Regions from separate parts of the Zea mays genome. Here region 2 is linked to region 1. The links are chromatin contacts, called in public Hi-C maps. All regions are on one chromosome and are shown on one strand. Each heading gives the region's core, a stretch centred on a gene start, on an enhancer-like site or on the middle of the called end of the contact. The rest is flanking DNA. Distances are from core to core; before and after follow the strand shown.

Region 1 (7,355 bases), core at 2,656-5,155:
GACAATGATGATGGGGAAGAAATGTCCCCACGAGCGTTTGTGAGGATCCCCGCGGTGAAATTTTTTCATCGCAGGGACGGGTACGTGGAGCTATTCCACGACAGGGAGTTCCCCATTGCATCCCTAATTCGAGTCCGGGTATTTAAGTACCCGATCCATATCCGATTTTTATATGTATTCGAATTCTAAAAATTGGATATTTAAGATGTCAATATTCATTCAAATCTTATCTGACACAAATTAATAATATTTGTATCAATCTGAATTTAAAGAGAAAATATAGAAATAAATATGGAACGAGCGTTCATATCCCATTCGATTAACCGATGCCTAGGGTTGGATATCGAGCCACCTCTATTTGACTCGACCGAGTTCGAACTGACTCGTTAAGCTTGCAAGGCACAACACAAAAAACAATATATACAATAATCAATTTTTAGTTAATTCCAAACCAATTTAGCAATAGAAAATAGTAATTATACCCAGTTTCAGAGACCACATCAATGCAACACCAAATTAACACATCTCATCACTCACCAATTCATAATTCATACACATGTTCATCAGTTTAATCTATCATAGTCGTATGGATCATTTTAACACGTAGATACAGTTCATCAATCATCAGTTTAACTCATATGACATAGGAACTGCACGTACATATAACATATACATCAATTGATACGTAAGTAATATACATATAGTTTTCTTTTTTACTAAAATGTGATAACTCGTTGAGCTCGTGAGATGGCTCGTTAACAAACCGAGCTAAGTGTTAGTTTAGCTCGTGAAAAAATTTAAATAAGACGAGCTGACCACGAACCGAAAGTCCACGGTTATTTTGTCCAGCCCTACCGATGCCAAACCGCATATCGCCTGCCTCGCTCTCTCGTCACTATTCTACTCATGCATCAAGAACTAAGTCGCTGGCTGAGGCTAAGGAAGAAGCAGATGCCCATGCGAAAGCGGCAGCGCAGGCAAAGGAGGCCAAAGAGAAAAACGAGGCAGCGGCAGCGGCAAAAAAAAAAAGGAAAAAAGAAGAAAACAGAGCAGAAGACGAACAGAAAGATGAGCAATGAAGATGGGTCCATCCAAGGAAGGTGACAAGTACATAATGAGCTTGTTTATTAGTGAAGTGATAGAGAAAGATGGCTGAATAATGCAGTGTCTTATATGCACTAGGAGACGAGTGGTCCAGAGGAGCACATGTATAATGTATCACTCTCTCCAATAACACAGTAAGGCAGGAAACAACTGTGACACTTCATCTTAATCTCGATGTCCATATATATAAGCTAAAAACAGTATATAAAAAGGTATATATTTGTTCAGGCCATGAGTTGAATATCATGCTCCATCCATGTAATAATCTTTATACCTCGAAATTATAGAAACACTGACATAATATACATGTACAAACATTATTCCAAGTTATATAGCCATCTTACATAAAGACTTGTTACTTGTCTAGAAAAGATTGTAACCTTGCATATACGACACGCCTATAGAACGTCCTTGTTCTGATAAACAACACAAATGCCACAGCGGACCCAAACATACAGACACCGGCCATGATCATGAAAGAGAGTGCAAAGCATTGCTTACCTACACAAGAGTGCTCGTCCGGTGGCGATTCAATATCGTATATGTAGCCCACGATGCGCACCGAGAGGATGTAGGACCCAACAGGGCTTGCAACAGCCACCATGTTGAATATGGTGCCGAAATGGCTCAGCCCAAAGATCTCAGATGTTATGCTTGGCATCAGGGCCCACTGACACCCATAGCACATGCCGATGAGCACCGACCCAATGTAGAGCGACGCAGGGAGACCGGAGGAGATGATGGCATGGCCGACGCTCATGACCAGCAGCGTGATGCTTATAAAGAATGGCCTGCCAACTCCTCGCAGGCGAAGGAAATGGTCGGATATGAAGCCTGCACCAAACCGCCCTGAAAAGTTCCATATGCTCCATAGAGACACGAGTGTGCTGGTCTCCTTGGTCGTGTAGCCAAGGGAGCCGCCGATCTGGCTGATATTGTTCACCGTGGCCAGACCTGATCCCATTCCGCAAGCCATTGCCAGGAAGAGCAACCAGAAGTTGAGCTTGCACATGGCCTGTAATACGTTCAGGTTTTCTTTGCCTGAAGACAGGTCTTGGTTAGATCCCCCAAGCGCAGTAGTGCTTGAGCTAGCATTTTCAGAATCCTCTGTGACCTCTTCGCGGAGCAGTCCAGCCCTTTGTTCTGAGATTGATCCTTGATGAGCTATTGATTCTGGCGTCTGGGCCTTTGCAGCCACAGCTATTGGAGACATCACTAGTAGCAGGAGTACCACGAAACAAACGCTCTGCACAGCTGAGCTTATTGGGAAAACTTGACCATAGATTATGAGAATCATCAAGTATCCAGCAACAGTAACAGCAATGAGGGAGAAAGCGTCTAGGAATTTCTTCTCATACCGTTCATGTGGATTGTGGACATCCACAAAATACATGAGCGCCAAGGTGACGGCCGTGGGTAAAACTGCCAGCATCAGTATGAAAGAGCTGGGATCAATGCCAAGAGTGCGGTAAATTTGGACAAGTATTGCCCCACTTAGGCCTAGAAAACCCTGTTGCAAAAGTAAACAGAAATGAATTGAGGTAAGCTGGGGTCAGTCAAAACTGCCAGCATCAGTATGAAAGAGCTGGGATCAATGCCAGAGTGCGGTAAATTTGGACAAGTATTGCCCCACTTAGGCCTAGAAAACCCTGTTGCAAAAGTAAACAGAAATGAATTGTGGTAAGTTGGGGTCAGTCAAAACTGCCAGCATTAGTATAGAACTGCAGGTGTGATCATAGGAATTAATCTCTTGTCAATTGGCTATCAGGTGTCGTACAGATATATCTGTTTTCTTTCTAGCTGCTTGCTCAAACATCTGTATGTCCGTTTGTTAATGGAAATGGGGAAGCCCTCGGTTTGGGAAACAAAAAAAGGAATTTCCTGCCAATTGGCTGGGAGTAAATCAACATAGTTCGGGTTCAAATCGAAACTGACAAATCAATAGCTTTCATAATAGACTGAAGTTTGATGCAGAATGAAGATAAAGTTGTAGAATCTGATCCAAACAGTTTTAGTGGGACAGCGGCATCCAGGAGCAGGACATGATCAAAACCATGGTATCCAATAAGGCACCAGATCTCATAAGCAAAGTACTGAATGTCTCCAGCCCAATGATAACTCTACTGTTGTCTGTTGTTGATATGGAAGGCAACTACCCAAGTCTACAAGATCGTCTGTCTATAATAATGCTTAAAAGAAAGTACCAGGTAGCACAGTCCAGTCAGGGGTCTCAATTTTATCTTCTCGACCGCATTCCGAAATAATGGGCAAGGAAAAGGAATTGAGTTGACCTGCCTTCATGATGCCGATGACAGTGCCTCGTCGGTCGGGGAAGTTCTCGACGGCGGAGACAACATCGGCGGTGTTGAAGAAGGTCTGCGCCTGCGCGGCGAGCAGCATGTAGAGGCAGACGAGCGGGAGCGGCGCGGGCGCGACCCCCGCGACGGCTAGCCACATGGGGAGGTAGCCCGCGGCGCAGAGCAGGGAGCCGGCGAGGAGGACAATCCAGGGGCGCCTGCGGCCCCCCGGCGCCCAAGCGACGAGGAAGCCCGAGAGGACCCCGGCGTTGGCGCCGACGTCCTTGAAGAAGGCGACGGCGTCGAGCGCGAACTGGTCGTAGCGCTGCGAGGCCTTGAGCGTCTGAGAGTAGACGCCGAAGCAGTAGGAGCTCCCCGCGCAGCATTGGATGAGCGCGCTGGCGGCTAGCGCCGACCACCGCGTCCGCGCCCGTGGCATCGGCATCGGCATCGGCGACGGGAAGGGGAATTGGACGCCGCCGAGGCGCCGAACCGTGGTTTGCTGCGACTCTGGCATCCCATATGTTCGCAGCAATAAATAATTAAATATGACTTTTTCATATTTTTTCTTTTTCTTTTTAAATAAAGATTGCCAACACACGACGCCTAGGACAGGCCAAACCATCTCCCTGTCTGGTTAATCAAAACTTATATAAATTAAAGAAGTAATCTGATTCGAAATGATTTCACCTAGACAACCGAACGGCTTATAGAGATAGGTTATACCAAATTTAGTCTATGCATATTGGATGTTTAAATAATAATTATATGTATTAAATATAATGTAATTATAAAACTAATTACATAAATAAAGACGAAAAGGCAAGTTCAAATCTATTGAACCTATATTTAACACTTATAATTGATATCTAAATATTTGATGTGACATAAACTAAAATTTAATAAAAATAAACCAAACAGCCCTTAGTTGTGACAACTAATTTAGATATTTCCGGTAGACAGTTCTTAGCAGTTCATTAATTTGATTTGGTACAAACAGGTCAAATCCCTTTATTTGAAGTCATTCGAACGAGCGCTTCTGGTAAAGAGTGACATATTCATGTAATGGATTTTCTTTAAAAAAAGAAAAGAAAAATGTTATTAGACCCTTTCAACAGATTTAAATTCCAAACCAATCATCGCAATAAAACATATTAACACAATGATGCTCACAACGAAATTAAACCGACAACCATAATCAGATCCTCTGCAACAAAACAATAAAAAAAAAAGGAGCGAGCTTGTCAATTGTCATATGGAGACGCTGTTGGGTATCCCTTTGCCGGTGATCCCCTTCTCCTTGCCGCCGACGTCCGGGAACAGCAGCGTGTACGGCACCTTGGCGGGTCCCTTCCGGTTCTTGAGTCGCGGGTCCCTGTTCCTCTCCGTAATCCGCTTCTCCACCCGGCGGAGCTCCTCCCGGAACCTGTCGAGCAGCTGCAGCACCTCCCCATCGTCGGTCCACGCCGCGGTGGCGCGCTGGCCCAGGTAGAGCTCGTCGGAGGTGTGGTTGGAGAGCACCTCGATGAGCGTGAGCCCGAGCGTGGCGGTGAAGCGGTCGGGCACCGTGTCGAGGAAGAACCTGTCCGGGTCGGCCTCCAGCTGCGCCATCTCCGGGGAGTCCGGCAGCGGCACGAAGCGGCGGCACCGGGTGGGGCGGTTGGGCATGTACCCGGCGTAGCCGTACTGGCCGAAGTTGACGGCGGCGTGCAGCGCGGAGGCGATCCAGATGAGCGTGGACAGCGACTCGGCGAGGTTGGCCACGGAGTCGAGGTCCAGCCAGCACGCCGGGTCGCGCTGGCGGTCGCCGTGGCCGACGCGGCGGACGTCGTCCCACCACGCCTGCAGCTCCGCGTCGGCGGCCACCGCGGCGTCGGAGTGGTAGAAGTGGGCGCAGTAGGTCCTGACCCAGCCCTCGATGGCGCGCCACACGTCCATGCCGTCCACCGCGTACGGGTAGTCCTCCACGTGCAGGGCGATGGCGCCGCCGCCCATCTTGGACGCCATGCCCCTCTTGACGAGCTCGTTGGGCAGGGACTGCTCCGTGAACCTCCACTCGGAGTAGATGGCCGAGGACATCTCCATGGCGTACTTCCCCGGGTACATGGTCCTCTCCAGGATGCCGCCCGCGCTCAGCAGGATGCTCCTGGCCAGCGTGTTGATCTGCATGTTGTCCTTGAAGTGCGGCTCCAGCAGCTTGTGGATCGGGTGCATGGCGCTCATCTGCCTCTTGGTGGCGATGATGAACGGCTCCACCGTCGCGTGCGTGAACAGCCTAATACGCATATGCATATGGATGCATTAAGAAATATTGGAATATTCCTCTAATTTATTTTATATATTTAGAATATTCTTTGGAATATGCTTTTCTGTACGCCTATAAATATAAACTATCCCTGAAATTTGTACTCCACGTTTGATAATGAATCTGTTTCTCCTTGCTCACCGTACGTACCAGTGGCTGATGAGCTGATGGTAGCCTGAATCATTGACGGAGACATGAGCCTTAGCAAGCCACCACAGGTGTCCATCGGTCGTCCCTGGGGTCGCAGGGAGGATGACCCTGCTGCTGACCTCGGCGCCGTCACCGGGCAGGCTGAGCTCTATGGCAAGAGGCTTGAGGGCGCCGTCGTCCCTGAGGAAGAGCAGCGTGCGCGACGCGTAGACGCACACCCCTTGTTGCGTGTTGATGCGCCGCAGGTATGGCATCAGGTAGTCATGGTGGTCAAGAAGATACAGCCTCTTGTCATCTAGTGCCTGCACAATGCACCATGGCTCTCATCCGATTTGGAGCTCTCAGACAGCCAGCAACATTGATGTGTTTGACGACTGACTGACCTTTTGCACAGTTCGTCCTTGGAGCTGGCTCTCGATGTGCGCTTCCGTAATGGAGCTCTTCTTCCCTCCTCTGCTCACCGGCGGGAACACCTCTAGTCTACTGATCACCACCGGGTTGAGCCCCGCCAGCATCTCCCTAGCGAACTCCTCGTCGCTACGCCACGCCTCCTGATCATCTGCATGCATATATGCACAAGTACAGCCATGATAAACATAATCAACCAAACATGAAATGGAAAGTCGAGCTCGGCAAGTGTGTAGTGTGTGTATGTACGTACGCTCGATGACTTGAGGGATGGGGAACTTGACGGGCGTCTCCTTGACCATCTTGGACACCTGCTTGTAGGTCTTGTGCGACGGCACCGACGTCTTGAGCTTGTCCATCACCTGCCCATCCACGGCGACCGGCGGTCTCCTGCCGTACAGGTCGTCCTTGAGCTGATCAAACGAGCGGAAGCTGTTGACGTTGCCGTGGAACAGCGCGTTGGACTCTGGCACCACGAAGTGCGTCACGGCCTGCACCGCCAGCGCCAGCACCTCCGCCAGCTTGGTCGGGCTGAAGCGCTCGTCCGGCGGGATGTAGAAGTCGAGGTTGATGAGGTGCTTCCGCGTCTCCGTCACGCCGTCTTCAGCATATGCCGCGTTTGGTTTCAACTTTGGAGGTCAGATGGAGAAATCGGTCGATCAAAATCAATGGCAGTGGACTATCTAGTGGATGGTGTGTTTGCCTGTCTTGAAGAGAGGGCGGCCGGTGCGGCAGCGGCGCGGGTACGGGTGCGTGGCGGTGCCGCCGAGCGCCGGGCGGGCGCGGTCCTCCTTGTCCGGGTCGCCCAGGTCGTTGTACAGGTCGTAGTCGTAGACGCGCTCCCAGTCCTTGCGCTCGCCGCGGCCGTTGCCCCGGAGGCTCCGCAGCTCCTCGTCTCGCAGCAGGCGCAGAGCCTGGGGCGTCCTGTCGGGCAGGTAGCTCGTGTTGATGAAGAAGACGCGGTCGGCGTTGGTCTTCTTGTAGGGGTAGACCCAGGAGTTGCACTCGAAGTGGACGCTCCGGCCGTCCTCGGGCAGGTTCAGCTGCACGTGGCGGAGGAAGAACTGGTCGTTCCTCAGCCCGTTCTTGAC
Region 2 (7,355 bases), core at 2,798-5,297, 610 kb after region 1:
CAAGCCTGCTAGTCATGGCTAATGTTACATCACTGAAATGCATCTTGATGTTGTTGGGATGTTCCTTTAATGATGATTGAAATGTAGCAGTGAGACCTCATCACTAAAAAATTATGACTTGGTTAATAATGGCTTTAATTTATGTATATCAAATATTAAAATAGTGTCAGTTTCATTTATTTTGAATGGTGTTATCATATTGAATTGAAGATATCATCATGAGTGTGGTAATATGATCAGGAAAGTGACCATATTCAGTTCATCCTTCATCACGAAACAAACAAGACATGGTACAGCTCCAACCCACTTTAACCCTGTAATCAAACAAGAAACTAGGTTCAACCTGTCACTAAAACCAAACAAGGAATGGGTCCGACCCAACCCAGAAAAATGGGTTGGCTCCTACCCGACCCATGTCGTTCCGAAACCAAACACATGTTTAAATACTCCCTCTGATTGCAAATATAAGTAGTTTAGGACATAGGCAAGGTGTACAAGGTGAAACTTTGACTATTAATTTCTGTAACAATAATTTATTTTAAATAGGAAAATACTCCCTGAGTTTCAAAATATAAAACTATTTGACTTTTCTAGCTACGTTGATTTTGTTATGTATCTGAGCATAGTATATATCTAAATGTATAGCAAAAGTTAAGTATCAATAAAAGCTAAAACATCTTATAATTTGAAATTGCGGGATTATATGTTATGAGATTACTTTTCATGATATATATCAGGTACCACTAACCTTATGTTGAAAAACTATTTACGTTTTAGTTATTGTTAATGGTTAAACTAAAAGAAATTGACTTAGGACTAACCTAAAATTATTAACTTATATTTCTGATCAGAGGGAGTAGTTTTTTACATACAAGTTATGGAGGGAACATGATTAAGAAAAAATCGAGCATCAAAATAATGTTTCATATGGATTTAAATATATTGGTTGCCATATATCTCATGATTTATGGTACCGAATCTAGTGTGCCAGAGAACAAATTCTATGTTGATGTAGCCAATGGATCTGAAATTCATGTAGCTGAAAAATCTGTGCAGCAGCACCAGTCGTCACCTTAGCTTTATACATTAGAAAATCTGTACTCAGCATATAGATATTTGCATTCACATTTTGAGCATCCTTTTGGTCTGTTTCCACAAGTTCGACCGTCGGTTCATTTTTCTCAGTTTGCGAAATACATGAAAATATGACCTTGGAGCTCCGTTGGCCGTTGGGCATGTCCTACAATTTCCATTGTAATATCTATAGCCTAAATGGAAGTATTTAGACCCTTTACGGTTGTGTTTTAAGAATTTACTCTCTTCTGTTTCCGATTAATCCATTGTCCACTTATTCCATGAGTTTTCTGAGATATTGAATGGAAGGAAAACAATGTTGGTGTAGCCTTGATGGCCATGGACTACAGTTTACTGTATGATTTGTGATTATCGGCTTTCTGCTGCCTCTTGTCTGCAGATATTTTGTATGACTCGTGGTCTCCAGCGATGACCGTGAGCTCTGTCTGTATCAGTATCCTGTCTATGTTGTCTAGTTCGCCAGCAAAGGTAGCGTTTAGTCTTACTAACTACTCGATCTATTAAAACCTCAGTGCCCTGACTCCATAATCAGACTCTAACTAGCTAACAATGCATTTGTTGCAGCAACGTCCAGTGGACAATGACCGCTATGTCAGGAACTGCCGCAACGGGAGGTCGCCGAAGGAGACCAGATGGTGGTTCCATGACGACACGGTGTAATTGAGCGCCTGTCAGCCTTCCTTGCTGTGGTATATCTCGTCAAGGGGAGATTGGGGATGATTTAGGCCTATTTGTAAGCATCCCTCTATCGGATTGCGAAGCTTACCTTCCTGTGGCGGTGTGTTAAATGAGTTGCACACATGTGTCGAGTCTGAGAATACATATTACCATCATCAATGATATAAGTAATATAGAATAAGCATGAGTGTACCCTGCCTGAATCACTGGAACGAGCTCAAAAGGAATTAACTGTGCAGGTTTAACTATGACTTGCTTTGCTCAATGTGCCTTTGTATCAGTCTGCAGTCTGCTTATGGATTTGCCTGGTTGTTCATTGTAGCGCTGCGCTGCTGCTATTGTGATAGTTGTAACTCGCACTGACACCGATGGATTTGGTATTCCAGTTTTCTTTCTCTGCTTATGGACGTGCTGAAGTCTGAGTGAAATGGGATGGGTAACTTGACATTCTGTAGCAGTCTATCCAAAGTTTATCTAAAAGCACTGTTTTGCACCGTTTTGCAGTGTAAACTGCACTGTTCGTGTAGTGGAGTTTGAATATTGGTATGAGGATGGGTAAGTTGCTGGAGATAGTCAAGTTTGAGCTGCAGTGGAGGAAGTGTGCGTAAATGAAATTATTCTAGCTTATTGATTACTTGTACCAAATAGACGAAAAACAGTGCTGCAGTCTTATGGAAATTGAAGTCAGTCTTCAAACTGTTTGCTGGCGCCAACAATTCCACATATCCCTACTGTTAGTGATATTATTTTATGTATATGTCACATATCCCTACTGTTAGTGCTATTAGCGAAAAAGGTCCCTAACTGAATTGGTTACGTGGTTTGAGCAGCACTCAGATTAGGGATGGCAACGGGCACATTTTACTCGCGTGCTCACGGGTAAAAACCATAGAGGGTGCGGGTTTGAGTGTGAGTTTGTACCCGTGGGTACAGGTACGGGTTTGATTTTCAACCTGACGGTTTTTTTTCTCGTGGGCATAAAAATGTTGTATCTGTACCCGTAAACCCGCATACTCGCGTGTGTCTGTGTAGACTGTAGAGCACATACATCTCAATTTAGTGCCACCCCGAAAGATTTGAGCGGGCGGAGCCAATCAAATGATATAAAAGAAGACTACAGATGCCAGAGAACTCGTTGAACTTTTGGCTAAGATTGGTACATGTTTTTATCAGTTTAATAAATATTTATTATTATGTGTTATCAGTTTAATAAATATTTATTATATGACTGTGCCCGCGGATGCCATAAACTCGCGGGTAGCGGGTTTGGGTAACATACGCTACCCGTCGCGGGTAGCGAGTGCGAGTACGGGTTTAACATTAATCTCGCGGGTACGAGTTTGTAATCTATGTACCCGCGGGTTTTAAACCCGTTGCCATCCCTAACTCAGATCTTATGTTCGATTTTTCATGGAAGCGAATTTAAGACTGTAGTTAAAAAACCCTCTCACTATGTCTTGTCCGCTTCCGGGTTACGTATTGCACACCACCCTCTAGCTGGGTCGTGCAGAGTGGGTAGTGACGGTCCACTGTTGCAGAGTGGACGATGACGGTCCGCTAGTGATGGAGTCATTGTTTGGAGATTTTCTCGCTCGAGACCATTAACTATCAGAGGATTTTGTGCGCCTTATCTGCCGGCCTTAGGTATTGTACTGGGAGGGTGGTCACACCCTCCCGGCCGAATTTTTTGTGCTATTATTTTATGTATATGTCAACAAATTGTCTCTTGCACCTTGTCCAACAAGAGAGCTCCATCTTACTCGAAAAATAAAAATTTAATTGCACCTAAAAGCTCGGATCCAAAATCAACGTCGATGTCAACGTTGAATAAAGGACGACGTGGTGCAGAAGAGCGACTTTCACAAAATAATCTAAATATTTATTCCATCTATTTCTATTTAAATATCTTTGTAGTTAATATACCGATTAAACCTAGTTAAAACTAACTAGTTTTAAAAATACAAACAATATTTATATATTAGAATAAATTTATTAGAAAAATAAATTCAATAATCCACCTAATGATATTAACTATATTTTATAAATATTACTATATTTTATAAAAGTTAGTATTTTATTATATATATATATATATTTGATTAAAATAGAGTATGTTTGATTTTTCGAGAAACGAAAAATGACAGTTAAAATAAGGCCGAGCGAGTATATTTACTTGCTTCATTAACGGATTTAAACCTTTGGCCATTTCTTTACAGTGCAACGTGGACAGCGCGAGCACATTTTTGACTGACCGGCATAGCAGCCTGAGGATCCAAACAGGCGACCCGCGTGTCAGAGATGCAGCATAGCATGGACGCGGGCGAGGTGCGGCACTGGAACGCGGACGTGAACGGCGTCTCCATCCACGTCGCCGAGCGGGGCCCCGAGGATGGGCCGGCGGTGCTCCTCCTCCACGGCTTCCCGGAGCTCTGGCTCTCGTGGCGCCACCAGATGGCCGCGCTCGCCGCCCGCGGGTTCCGTGCGCTAGCCCCCGACCTCCGCGGCTACGGCGACTCCTCCGCGCCGTCCGACCCCGCCGCCTACTCCATCTTCCACATCGTCGGCGACGTCGTCGCGCTCCTCGACCACCTCCAACTCACAAAGGTGCATGCCGCCTTTTCTGTCCCCCTGCCGTACGTGCTTCTTCTTGTTTCTCGCCTCACCATCGCGAGTGACTGTGTGCTGTGCGCGCCGGCGCCGCCATCTGCCACGGATGGATCTGTAGGTGTTCGTGGCGGGGCACGACTGGGGCGCGCATGCGGCGTGGCTCCTCTGCCTGTTCCGGCCGGACCGGGTGCGCGCCGCCGTCGTTCTGGGGGTACCGTACTCCGCTCGACACGCACACGCTCGCCCCATCACGGAGGCCTTCGCGGCGTTTGGCGAGGGCTTTTACATAAATCAGTTCCAGGTGGTGCTCGCTCATCCGATGATCTTCCCCCTCAACCATGCTATCTACTTCGCCTGATTTTGTACCAGCAATTTTGCACCTATATATATCAATAAATGAGAGTTTTCGATAATTTAAGTATTATTAGTCCATAGAAAAAACACAGCGTTTGGCGATGGCGTTTGAAGATTCATACGTATTTACAGGAGGCTGGAAGAGCTGAGAGCGCATTCGCCCGTTACGATGTCGCAACTGTCCTAAAAAAGTTCTACTCCATCGAAATAGATGATGTCACCGCTCCTCCTGGGGTGGAGATCATAGACTTCCTGGAGGCGTCTCCCTCGCCACTTCCTTGGATCAGCGAGGAAGAACTGGGCCAGTATGCTGAGAAGTTTCACAAGTCCGGGTTCACTGGACCCCTCAACTACTACCGCATGTCGGAGACGTAATTTCCTCACCTTAATTAGCTTGTTTCCTAGTACGTACTATTTCTGTCTTATTAACCATTGCCTGGTTACACTGGTCGTAAGTTGTGGTAATATAATTTTGCATGCAGGAACTCGAGACTCCTTGCACCCTGGAACGGAGCGAAGATTACAGTGCCTGTGAAGTTCATAGCTGGCGATAAGGACATCGGTGCCCAGTCCTTTGGAACTGGGGAGTACATCAAGAGCGCGGAGTTCAAGTCCACCGTTCCAGATCTTGAAGTCACCGTCATCGAAGGCCACCATTTTCTCCAGCAGGAGCAGGCCGAGAGGGTGAACTCGGAGATGGTTTCCTACCTCGTCAGGTTTACTAGCTAGCCAGTAAAGAAATCTTTCTGAACTGAAGAAGTCTTGAAGAGCTGAATAAAGTGTGAGCTAGGCATTTGCTCTTAGCTTCTCATCTCATGATCGTTCTCTCGTCTGCACAGCTGGTGGCTGTGACCCGTTCGGTGATTTAGGAGAAGCAATCTCTCGTTCTTTCAGCAGCTAGGTGTGGTGTGGACAGAAGCAAGCTTCGCGTGGGAAACTTGCTCGATGCCAGGACTACCGCCTACGCTCTAGTCTCCAGTGGCGCTCGTCGCTCAAGGGCGTCGCGTCCATTGTTCGTTGATGTCAATTGTCAAGAATGACTGCTCTCCAGCTCTCCCTCCTCCTCTCCATTGTTCTGTTCTGTTTCGTTCAGCGATATTTTTGGGATGTGCGAGTGTGAGGACTACTGCACATCAAAGGATCCTGACTACTGATGCACAATGCAGTAGCGGCGCCTTCTGCATAATCTGGAAGAAGATTGGAACATAGAGTGCCAAGTACTGGCACTGTGCAAGTGCAAGTGAGAGAGGTCATCATCCTGCAGTCCACGGTTGCTACATACAAATGCACCTGTTAATTAGTCACCAGTACCAAGACTGAGGACCACGCTGTGCTACAGGACAGTTACCTGGGTCACGCACTTGTCGTCTTACTACGGCACCGACTGTCTGCTATAGTGATATGAACAAGAAAGAGGATAGCTCTGCACCGCCCTGCTTAACTCTGCATATAAGATCCTTAACTCTGCATATAAGATCCTTAACTCTACATTTCTATATATATAAGATCCTTAACTCTGCATATCATATTCAGGGACGGATAATAATTGGATATACCCTCACCTAGTAGCCAGAGCTGGATCGAATTAAACCCATTAAACAAGTCAAATAATTAATTGCCCCGGCTTTAAGCGTGTACTTCGATTGCAGCTAATAGCAGGCAAATAAACAAGTGGGTATCTCTTGCTTCTGTGGCACAATCACCGACTAAGGCATGCATCTGTTGAGCCAGCATTTGACAGGACCTGTTTGTCCTGGTGTGTGTGCGCCCTAAACTAAATTAAGGGCGCAATCGATCAGTCGCATTCCGATCCTCTCCCGGCCTAGCTACAAGCCATTTCATTTTGTGTTAAGTGCTGGCAGTTTGTGTTGATTGCATATGGTTAACATGGCAGGAAATATTTATTGTGTCTAGCATATATTCTACGTGCCGTGCTCTCTCTTCTCTTCAATTCAAGAAAACACTAGCCAATTGTGAAGATCGTCTAGAGCATGCATATGTATCATGGAAGAAGGTATTAAGTTGTTACACCAACCAGTTTAACCTAAAAGTTTAAGCTGATAATAGGATGTGGACAATTCGCTTGTATTATATTCTAACACTCTCTCTTACGTCGAGCCTTTTTGGGTCTTTGACGTGGAATATGAGCGAGCAACAATTATTTTATTTTAATTGTGCTAAGCAGAATTCGAACTCATGACCTCTACCTCTGATACCATATTAAGTTGCATGCAACAATCAGTTCAATCCAAAAATTTAAACTGATAGGAGGAGGTGTGCAATTCACTTATATTATATTCTAAAAAAAAGAAACAAGATTTGCTTCGCACATGGAAACCAAACCAAAGCAAACCAACAAGGAGGGTCTTAGCTGGTAGTAAGTTAATTATAGTAGCTTAATTAAATCACTGGTAACAGAGATTAACTGAAGGATCGAATCTGATAAGGGGGTGAATGGAAGCTAATAAAAATCTTTGCTCTTACACACCTCTAGCTTTCTTCTCAATTTTATACCCTAACATCCAAAATTCAAATAACACATAAGAGATGTAGAAAAGTTATCGGGAGAACCTGCAAAAAGAATGAACCCAACTATGTCGCAAAACATACATCGAAATGTC

What was found. Hi-C and Micro-C count contacts between places; a contact is called where the count stands out from the background.
Region 2: a contact with region 1 is called in a Hi-C map of ear, with 2.4 times the contacts expected there. The contact joins the promoter of LOC100286370 here to the promoter of LOC100283028 in region 1. A contact is called at or near these places in 2 of 25 Hi-C or Micro-C datasets (ear and leaf).

What each region holds. Positions count from the first base shown.
Region 1 is chr3:106,500,804-106,508,158 of Zm-B73-REFERENCE-NAM-5.0, forward strand. It overlaps LOC100283028, which reads right to left and starts at 3,906. Exons shown (of 2, transcript NM_001371893.1): 1 at 3,400-3,906; 2 at 1,358-2,614. The coding sequence starts at 3,852. The coding sequence ends at 1,460. It overlaps lox12 (linoleate 9S-lipoxygenase12), which reads right to left. Exons shown (of 6, transcript NM_001112527.1): 2 at 6,968-7,355; 3 at 6,518-6,865; 4 at 6,240-6,415; 5 at 5,857-6,158; 6 at 4,521-5,676. The coding sequence ends at 4,653.
Region 2 is chr3:107,111,417-107,118,771 of Zm-B73-REFERENCE-NAM-5.0, forward strand. LOC100286370 reads left to right here and starts at 4,048. Exons shown (of 4, transcript NM_001159257.2): 1 at 4,048-4,377; 2 at 4,499-4,681; 3 at 4,867-5,105; 4 at 5,217-5,795. The coding sequence starts at 4,084. The coding sequence ends at 5,463. It overlaps LOC100272309 (ubiquitin conjugating enzyme 1), which reads left to right. Exons shown (of 6, transcript NM_001146794.1): 5 at 1,475-1,563; 6 at 1,660-2,052. The coding sequence ends at 1,755.